Regions from separate parts of the Sus scrofa genome. Here region 1 is linked to region 2. The links are chromatin contacts, called in public HiChIP or PLAC-seq maps. All regions are on one chromosome and are shown on one strand. The core of a region is the stretch at or near the end of the contact, and the rest is flanking DNA. Distances in the headings are between cores, read along the strand shown. Region 1 overlaps MITF (microphthalmia-associated transcription factor). Region 2 has its middle 180 kb from the start of FRMD4B.

The links. HiChIP or PLAC-seq counts read pairs in DNA pulled down with a chosen protein or histone mark.
Region 1: an H3K27ac HiChIP or PLAC-seq map of alveolar macrophages shows a contact between it and region 2. The contact joins two enhancer-like sites. A contact is called at or near these places in 2 of 2 datasets of contacts at active chromatin or transcription factors (alveolar macrophages and skeletal muscle).

The regions. Positions count from the first base shown.
Region 1 is chr13:51,414,954-51,419,988 of Sscrofa11.1, reverse strand. It overlaps MITF (microphthalmia-associated transcription factor), which reads right to left. Exons shown (of 9, transcript NM_001038001.1): 9 at 739-1,473. The coding sequence ends at 1,072. Among named protein-coding and RNA genes, the nearest start is that of MITF, 32 kb to the right of the region's middle. Within about 2 kb of position 3,633, at least 2 of the 83 cell types and tissues checked have an H3K27ac peak or open chromatin away from gene starts, as enhancers often do. A contact at or near this core is called in alveolar macrophages, where this site is marked.
Region 2 is chr13:51,162,270-51,167,573 of Sscrofa11.1, reverse strand. No RefSeq gene overlaps it. Among named protein-coding and RNA genes, the nearest start is that of FRMD4B, 180 kb to the right of the region's middle. Within about 2 kb of position 2,778, at least 2 of the 83 cell types and tissues checked have an H3K27ac peak or open chromatin away from gene starts, as enhancers often do. A contact at or near this core is called in alveolar macrophages, where this site is marked.

The sequences.
Region 1 (5,035 bases), core at 2,384-4,883, 250 kb before region 2:
GAGTTGTAAAAATATTGAAAACTTGCCATTTAAAGATGCATATTCTTACAAATTAATACAAACATATTGAAAAGAACGATGATAATAAAGAATCTGTACAAATCAAATGAACATTACAACATAATTTAAAAATAAAAATAGTAAAGCCAATTAGAAATGTGCCCAGTTTGGTTTTCTTATCAAAAGCGAAATCAAAGAGAAAAAAAAAGGAAAACTTTCAGTGCTCCTCAACATTTTACTTTGAAAGGACATGAATTTCCCCTTCGAAATAAAATATATCTTATGAAAAACTGAATCATACTCATTGATGAGGAAAATTGTAACAGAGCACAGAGTGAACAAGAGCAAGATGTGACCCCATGTTTCAGAGCCTTGGTCTAAATCTCCCTTCCATTGCAGCTGCACCTAAGGTATCAGTTATGTCTTCTAACCAGACAATCCACATGAAAATGGTTGCATTTTTTTTTCTTTTATGGAATATACTATTTCTTTAAATAGTTTGCAGTATAAAGACTAAATGATGCTAAAAGGGTACTGTATCTTTAAGGCAGTACCCCTGAATCAATACATTTACAAAACGGAAAAGAGTTAGTATGGATTTCTTTTTCTTCTTTTCTTCCCCATCCCCCTTCTCTCTCTCTCTCTCTCTCTTTTTTTTTTTTTTTTTTTGGTTGCTTTACATTCTTTCAATTAAATTTTACATTTAATTTCCAAGGAAGTCACAGGCATACAAATCGCAAACCAAATTTACCCTGAATAAAAATGGACAGAAATTTCTCAGATGCAAAAATCCTCTTGCTCTGAAAGCCAAAGTCTGGGGTGAATTCAGGTCACAGATACTGTACAAGACTGTACAATACTTTGGAGGCATTTGTAGTTGTAAAATAGAATATACAAGTCTGTTTCACAAAATTCTAAAAATAAAATATATCCTGGGCTATTGATAAAGCATGAAAAAAAATTTTTTTCATATTAAAGGAAAATGATCAAGAAAACCCCTTCAGGTAAATTATTAAATCTGCTAATCAAGAAAGGAAGCAGTTTGTGAGAATGCAGAGCAGGGAGAATTTGCTAGCAAGCATGCTCGGTTTCTTCCATGCTCATACTGCTCCTTCGGCTGCTGGTTTTGGATGCTCCGGGGGACACCGAAGAAAGAAGTGGGTCAGTTATGCCAACAGGAGAAAGAGTATCATCCATGAGGATGTCTTCCAGTTTGGATCCCATTTTCGTGGGGACGCTATAGGCTGGGTTGCCCTCAGACCCGGTTCCGAGGTTGTTGTTGAAGGTGATGGTGCCATCTGTGAGATCCAGGGTGGTTGTACATGTCAGGTCTGCGTGATGCTGGAGGAGGTCTTGGCTGCAGTTCTCCAGGGTAGGTTCCTGCTTGATGATCCGATTCACCAAATCTGGAGAGCAGAGACCCGTGGATGGGATGAGGGAAAGTCCATGAGCTCGAGCCTGCATTTCAAGTTCCTAAAAGCAGAAGAAAAATCCGACACTTAAAGAGGTGGTACATGTTGGAACTGGTATGTGCACACTGAGGGATATGGAATGACTGGCCAGTGGGGACCTGCTGTATGTAGCACAGGGAACTCTACCCCATATTCTGTGATCATCCACGGGGAAAAGAACCTGAAAGAGAATGGATGTATGTACATGGATAACTGAATCACTTTGTCGTAGAGCGGAAATGATCCCAATCATGTAAATCAACTATACATCAATGAAACTTTTAAAAATGAAAAAAATGTTTAAAACATTTAAAAAAAATAAAAACGAAAAAAAAAAGAGGTGGTGCATAGAGGATTTGAGGAGAGTGACACTATTGTACGGATACCATAAAGATAAAGATGGTCACATGTCCTAATGCATTCCCATACTCAAAGGATGCACAACGCCAACAGGGAGTCCTAATGTCAATTAGGGACTTTGAGTGAGAAAGCAGTGTCAATGGAGGTTCATCTCTTGTTAAAATGCAACCCCTCTGGTGGGGGATATTAATATCAGGGAAGGCTATATACATGTGGGAGCAGAAGGTATATGAGAACTCTCCACACCTTCAGCTCAATTTTGCTTTGAACATGAATTTTTTTTTTTTTTTTTTTTTTTTTGTCTTTTTAGGGCTGCATCCGTAGCATATGGAGGTTCCCAGGCTAGGGGTCCAATCGGAGCTTTAGCCACTGACTTATACCAGAGCCACAGCAACGTCAGATCCAAGATGCCCCTGTGACCTACACCACAGCTCACGGCAACACCAGATCCTTAACCCACTGAATGAGGCCAGGGATCAAACCCGAGTCCTCACGGATGCTAGTCGGGTTTGTTAACTGCTAAGCCACAAAGGGAACTCCAAACCTGAAACTGCTTTAAAAGTTAAAGTATTTTTAAAAAGACATACACTTGGAAAATAACAAACTGTTAAAAAAATTTTGGAGAGTTCCCTGGTAGCTCAGCAGGTTAAGGAACTGGTGGTGTCACCATTATGGCACGGTTTCAATCCTGGACAAGGAATTTTAACATGCCATGGGCGTGGTCAAAAACACAAAAACATTTTTAAAAATTAAAAAAATAAAAATGTTTGCTCTTTCAAACTAGTAAATGCCATATCAAAGTACTTAAAAGTATCACTGGGAAAACATGCAATGATTTTCAGCTGGTATACAGATTTGATTATATATTAAATACAGAGATAATCTCTCACAGATGTTCATGTTCACAATGAGGATAAGTTAAAAGATACAGAAATAGAATCTCAAAACATGAGCTGACTAAAAGGAATTATTCAAGAGAGAATATAATTCCACAGTCTAAACTGCAGAGATAGCCAGAGATACGACAACAAATTCCCAGGACACTGGGGATATTTTAAAACCGTAAGGGGAACGCACCCTACTGTAAGAATAATCAAACTCAAGAACAGTTTTAGTTTCAGGATTAGACTGTGCTGTACTCCTTTCCATCACATCATATCAACAGAAAGCCAGGTCTCAGGTAGCTGCTGTGACCAAAAAAACAAAAACAAAAACAAAACCCCAAACCCAAAAATAATCACTGCCTGGAAATCAATGTGGAATGAGAAACAAGGGCGACAGTGTCCAATCTGATCCCAAGGTTACAGAAAGTGTGCAGTGCCCAGTGGGCACACACATCTCATTAGTGCATGACACGGTTATTTCAAAATAAAATAAAAATGCAATTTTCCTTTCAATGTTTTTGTTTTATTCTTTCAAATAGCTACTAAGTTGTTAGGACCTGATAAGAAAAAGGTAGATATTTTTTTATTTTTGGTCTAAGGTGCAGTGAAAAAGTTCCTAAGATACTAAGGGCACCAGGAACAAATAAAGTTTGGGGAGTAAGGGTGAAAGTAATGAGAGTGCCATACAAGGAACTGAAGTTTGAGAAGTATCCTGTAAGCCATCAAGGTAATGGCCGCTGACTGAACTCATCAAGAAAGTCCCCATGTGGAAGATGAACCATCTCTTCCTACACATTCTTCACGTCCTTCCTATCATGGATGGAACTGTGACTAAAACCACAGGTCGCAATCCTAACCTCCAGGATCTCAGAATGGGCCTGTAGATGGAGACAGTGTCTTTAAAGAGGTAGTTAAGTTAAAATGAGATTGCCAGTAGGGGGCCTTCATCCAACATCCATGAGAAGTGATGTCCTCCTAAGAGATGAGGAAACAGAGACACATGGTGGAGAAACCATGGGGATGAGAAAACACAGGGAAAATATGGCAGAGGACAGAGCTGCAGAAAAACCAACCCTGCCCACACCTTGATCTTGGACTGCTAGCATCCAGAACTGTGAGAAAGTAAATCTCCGTTGTGTAAAGTGTCTAGCCTGTGGCATTTGTAATGGTGGCCCTTGGTGCCTAATTCACATCCTGAGAGTCAGAGATGCACCCCAGTTCCTCATTTCAACAACCTTCCTTGTATAGAAATGTATGACTGGGTCACTTTGCTGTAAAGCACAAATAGACACGTTAAAAATCAACTCTATTTTGGAGTTCCCATTGTGGCTCAGTGGTAACAAGCCCGACTAGTATCCATGAACACACCGGTTCGATCCCTGGCCCCACTCAGTGGGTTAAGGATTAAGTGTTGCTGTGAGCTGTGGTGTAGGTCAAAGACACTGCTTGGATCTGGCATGGTTGGAAGCTATAGCTCCAATTTGACCTCTAGCCTGGCAACTTCCACATGCCTTAGATTCAGCCCTGAAAACAAAACAAAACAAAAAACCTATACTTTGATAAAAAATGAAATAAAAGGGAAGTTTCTGTTGCGGTTCAGCCGTAGTGAGCCCGACTAGTACCCATGATGATGCAGGTTTGATTCCTGGCCTGGCTTAGTGAGTTAAGAATCTGGCATTGAGCTGTGGTATAGGTTGCAGATGCATCTTGGATCCTGTGTTGCTGTGGCTGTGGCTGGCAACTGTAGCTCTGATTCAACCTTCTAGCTTGGGTACTTCCATTTGCTGCAGGTTCGGCCCTACAAAGCAAAATGAATGAATGAATAAAATTTAATTAAATAAAAAAACCAAACACCTTCCCAACAAGCTGTTTCCCTTTTCCCTTTTCAATTATCCCCAGACACACCAGAGAATGAACCGGAAAGACCCCAATTGATCCCAAAAGCATTTAGCTTCTACTCGCCAATGCCATCTTTCTGTTTGTGCTGCAATAAAAAGAACAAAATATACAGTGGAAGCAAGTCACCTTGCTTTGTGAGAGAGGAGAAAGTATTCTGTAGTAGGATACAACCTCTCAACCTCTCCCACAAGCCTAGAAACACATGCTTCTGAAAAGTCATGTTTAGCCTGAATTAAAAGCTGTTTGATCTGCAAGGCCTTCCTTTAGCTGCCGTGCCAGTGAGAGACAGGCGCCTGAGATGTCATACACAGATCTGCATGTTCCTTCACAATCTCTGGACACACCAGTTTCCTCGGGCATCATTTTAAAGCCCTGGGCGGCTTAGTAAAATTACACTTCTGATTATATTAAGGCTTCATGCTCTTCCTTCTGTGAACATTT
Region 2 (5,304 bases), core at 1,529-4,028:
ATTTATTTATTATTTATTTTTTTTCTTTTTTGGCTGCCTCCCTGACTCGGATCTGCCAGAGATCAGATTTGAGTCACAGTCATGGCCTAAGCTGCAACTGCAGCAACACCAGATCCTTAATCCACTGCTCAGGGCCAGGGATTGAACCTGCTTCCCAGTGCTCCGAAGACACTGCTGATCCCATTGTGCCACAGTGGGAACTTCAAAGTAACCATTTATTATGGTAATCATTTCTTCTTTTCTTCTGTTTTTTAACACCTAAATGTGCCACCCTAAGCAATATAGTTTATTTTTGCCTATTTTGAGGCTTTAGATAAAAGATGTATGTACAAGAATTTTCATTGCAATGTTCTTCATTATTTTGAAAAACTGAGTCCACGGCATAGGGGCTATACATAAATTATGATGCATTCTTACAGTTGAATTCTCTGCAAGTATTAAAAACAATGGGAATGAGCTCTATGAGCAAACACAGAAAGTGTCCAAAATAAAATTTACTTGAGAAAAACCACATCACAAATAATATATGTCAATTCTAATTTCATTTAAGAAACCACCTTTGCATGTCTGTGTGTGTGATGATGTATACAGATTAAATGATTAACAGCTATTATTAGAACTCAAAGAGGAATTATAAAGAAATTTCACTTTCATAATCACACATTTTTGTAATGTTTCGTAACAACATATACATACGGCTTTTGAAAGCAAGGGGGAAATGGTTATTTTTTTTTTTTATTTTGTAATTTGCCATTTCAGTCAGTAATTTGCCATTTCAGTCAGTAATAAATAAGGTCAAAGTTTCCAAAAAAAAAAAAATGAATTATAGATTTAACTCTTAGGATTCTCTTTAGTACTTGACATAGGATGTTCTTTTATCCACTCTTCCCAACTATTTCTACCACTAATCGAAAAGCCATGAAAATCAGACAGTGTAAAAAAGCTGAGTCTTAAGTGACTAAAGCATTTATTCCCTTTATCATAGCCCTCTTTTAAAAATTTCACAAATAATATATATTCATTTTAAAAAACTTGGAAAAGACTACAAAAAAAGAAAAAAAAATTATCTATATCTAAATTAACTATATTCAATCTCCTGGGATAGACCATGATATAAAATAATATTTTAAAAAAGAATATATATATATATGGTTGAGTCATTTTGCTATACAACAGAAATTGGCACAGCATTGTAAATCAACTATAATAAATTATCTATAATTGATCCAACAGAGAGAAATGCATTTAGTATTTTCTTGGGCAGCTGTCCGAACTTATTACTAATGTTACTACACACACACACACACACACACACACACACACACAGAGTTCTCTTCTTTTGTAACCAATTTTTCTTTTTTCCTTTTTTTTTTTTTTTTTTTGTCTTTCCTAGGGCCGCATCCACAGCATATGGAGGTTCCCAAGCTAGGGGTCTAATTGGAGCTGTAGCTGCCGGCCTATGCCAGAGCCACAGCAACGCCAGATCCGTGCTGTGTCTATGACCTACACCATAGCTCATGGCAACACCAAATCCTTAACCCACTGAGCGAAACCAGGGATCAAACCCGCAACCTCATGGTTCCTAGTGGGATTCGTTAACCACTGAGCCACGACAGGAACTCCCAATTTTTCTTTATATCAAAAATTTTGAACAGCTTTTCTTATTAAAAATATACTTGGAGTTCTCCTGCGGCACAGTGGGTTAAGGATCTGGTATTGTCGCTGCAGTGGCTGGAGTCACCGCTGTGGCACAAGTTGGATCCCTGGCCCAAGAACATCCATATGCCGTAGGCACAGCCAAAAAATAAAATAAAAATTAAAGTATACTCATCATAATGATTAGGCCTATACATTACTCCATTACATCAAGAGTATTTAAAGAGGTTATGAATAACTCCTGGATTTAGAAGTAAATTTTTATTGGGTTTGCAAGTACCCAAAATGTTTATGAGAAACTGTATGCACAATGTGTTCACGTTTTTCTAGAAAGGGATCCTGTATTCCTTCTCAGTTTCTCCAAGGATCAAGTGATAATTAAAGAAGGGGGGGGGGAGTTGTGTCACTGTATGATATAGCTGTAAAGAGATGGCATGATGTCTAGTCAATTTCTTCTTAATCATTTAGTTTGTATGCAGTTTTTACTGTTACAAGCAGTGCTGTAAGTAAATTTAGGAGTATTCAATTTTACAGTCCAGAAAAATATGAAAGGCACCAAGTACTGCAATATTATTTTATCCTTGTGTTGAAAATCAGGTGAATGTGTTGTAGTTCAAACATCTGCACAGAAAGCATTCTCTTAGAGTCATCAAAGAAGAGATTAGAAACCCCTGGACACTGAAACCCCATGAGCTCAATTACATAAAGCCTATTTTTGGCTGCCAAACTAAGACAGTGATAAGCAGAAGAAAAGCAGAAAATTCAGATGTAAAATGAGGGAGGCAAAGATAGGAACAGGATGGGGGGAGAAAAGGAAATTAGTGCAGTGGACATCAGATTTTAATGGAGTCAGCCTCCCTTCCTTCTTTCCTTCTTTTCTTAAGAGCATCTCCCTTTCGGGAACTGCCCACCTCCATCACAGGTGGTATTGGTACAGCTGTCAATCAATAGGATCCACTCCCTCTGGTCAGAGAGTGAACTGATGACCCAAGCTAGGCCAAAACGCTTCTCTCGCCCTGAAAGCTGAATCTCCTACAGAAATCCCCAGAGGGAAGACCATTGGAGCTGAGTCATCCAACAGCAGCACCCTGCAAAATCAACTTATAACTTCCTTCTGCAGAAGATCCCCTAAGGGCTCCTGGTTTCTGCCCTTCCCCAGACACAAATGTTCAACACTTCCTTCTAGTCTCTAAGCCTCACAAGATTTTTCCAATTAATTCCTTCTTTTTGCTGTAGTTAATGAGAGTCAGTGTCTGTTGTTTGCAAAAACAACAAAGCAAGTCCCAGTACAGTTAGAATTAGACTGATAGTATAGTGAGAACATATGGTCGACCCCTCAATTTTTGTTGTTGTTTAAACACACAACACACACACACAGGCACAGGCCCAATAATGCCAAAATATCTGGCTAAGGTCTCACAACTCTTGGTGAGAGAGGCAGGACCAGACACAGATCTCTCTTCAATAAAATATAAAATCTTAAGGACAGAAATAGTGTCATTTCATGGGGAGCACCCTGCCCCTAAAACAGTGAGGGACACAGCCTAGGTGCCCCTCATTCAATGAATGGTTGCTATTAATGTTGTATAGTTCTTGTTTTCATTTCCTGATTTTTAAAAAAGGAGAGGTGTCCAAGATACACTGTTAAATTAAAAAAGCACTTTGCAAAATGCTATGCATCGTGTGATCCTCTTTTTGTAATCTTAAAATGTACTGTAATATTTATAATTGCATTGTGTAAGAAGTGATCTGGAATTAGGTTCTCCATCCTACCTTTTAAGAGTGGTTATCTCAGAGTTCCTGCTGTGGCATAGCATAAATGAATCTGACTAGGAACCATGACGTTGCAGGTTCAATCCCTGGCCTGGCTCAGTGACTTAAGGATCTAGGGTTGCCATGAGCTGTGGTTGTAGGTTGCAGACCTGGCTCAGATCCTGTGTTGCTATGGCTGTAGCTTTGATTTGACCCCTAGCCTGGGAACCTCCATATGCCGCAGGTGTGGCCCTAAAAAGCACATACACACAAAAAAGAGTGGTTATCTCTGGCAGAAGAAAAGAAATAGAAATAAGCAAGTTTTTAAATATTGCAGTGTCATCTGAATTTTTTTTTACTGTTTAAATATATCCACTTTTGTGATTAGAAAATAATTATTTCACTGAAGGAAAGGGAATGAGGAAAAAGAATGAGAGGAAAGAGGATGAAAAAGACATTAAGATAAGAAGGAAGGGAATGCAGGGGTACAGAAAGGGATGAGAAGGTCGAAGAGCAGTGACACTCCTCATGGAGCCCTGCCATGGATTCCCTGGTAATCATCAGGACTGTTCACCAATATTCAATATTCCTGCTTCTGGGTATGTGGAAAGATAGAACTTCCCACACCCCTGATGTTAGACCTGGCCATGCGTCTTGCTTTGGCCAAAGAAATGTGAATGGAAGCAAGTCATATTACATCCAAGCAGGAGCCTTTAAGGGTCAGTGTGTCACATTCTCCTCCCTTATCTACAGCAGATCTGTGTCTGGTCCTGCCTTTCTCAGTAGACAGTAGAGACTCCTTATGGCCTGGGTCCCTGAGTGAGGATGACAGAACATAGCCTCTCCTCAACCCCAACCCATGGTGGAAATGGAGCCTAAGTGAGAAATAAAGCTGTACTAAAGCCACTGAGATTTAGGGACATCTATTTTTATAACCTCAGCATATCATGGGGTAGATCTACCCCAGGGCTGGAGGATATAACATTGTCTGATAAGTTCTCAGCTATGGACTGAATGTTATTCAGTTCAGAGCAGAGAAGGATTCTCTCAAATTCATATGCTAATACCCCCCAGCTCAAATTCATATGCTGATACCCTACCTCTGTACAGAGGGAGGTATGTTTGAGATGGGGTCTTTGGGAGGTAATTAGGTTTAGGTGAGGTTATGAAGTTGGGGACCTTATGGTGGGATTAGTGCCCTTCTGAGAAGAGACAGAACCCTCTGTCTACCTCTTTCCATTGTATGAGGACACAGCAAGAAGGTGGCCATCTGCAAGCCAGGAAGAGAGTCCTCATCAGAACCCAACCATGCTGGCACCCTGATCTTAGACTTCCCAGCCTCCTCCAGAACTATAAGAAACAACTTTCTCTTGTTTAAGCCATCCATGTATGGTATTTTGTTATGGCAGCCCAAGCTGAGTGTTATAATCTCCTACAGAAAATCAAGGCTTGTGTCAGTGTTAACTGAAAAGCCCAGGACCATTTTTCTAGCATTGTTCACGCTACTCTCTCCTTCACCACTGCCACATCCACCCCATTTTGCTCAGTTTATACAATTCTATTAGAAGTTACCTGAGTATTTCATGATGCTAAGGCAATATTTTTCACTCCCTTTGGTATGAAATCAGCCCTTTTTTCCTCTAAGAAACTTCTTGGACTACTCCATCCACTCAAATAAAGTCTAATCTAGATCTCCTTTCTAAGGGGTCTGGTCCCATCCAGAGTTTGTTATTTTACAGATTTATTCTATTTTTTAAATTTTGGTTTGGTTAGTTTTGAAGGAATTTTTTTCCAGTTTTTAGAATTTTTTAAAATTTGGGGATAATTGTACACTTATAGAAAGTTGCAACAACTTTCCTAACCCATTCACCTAGCTTCCCCTTATGTTAACATATG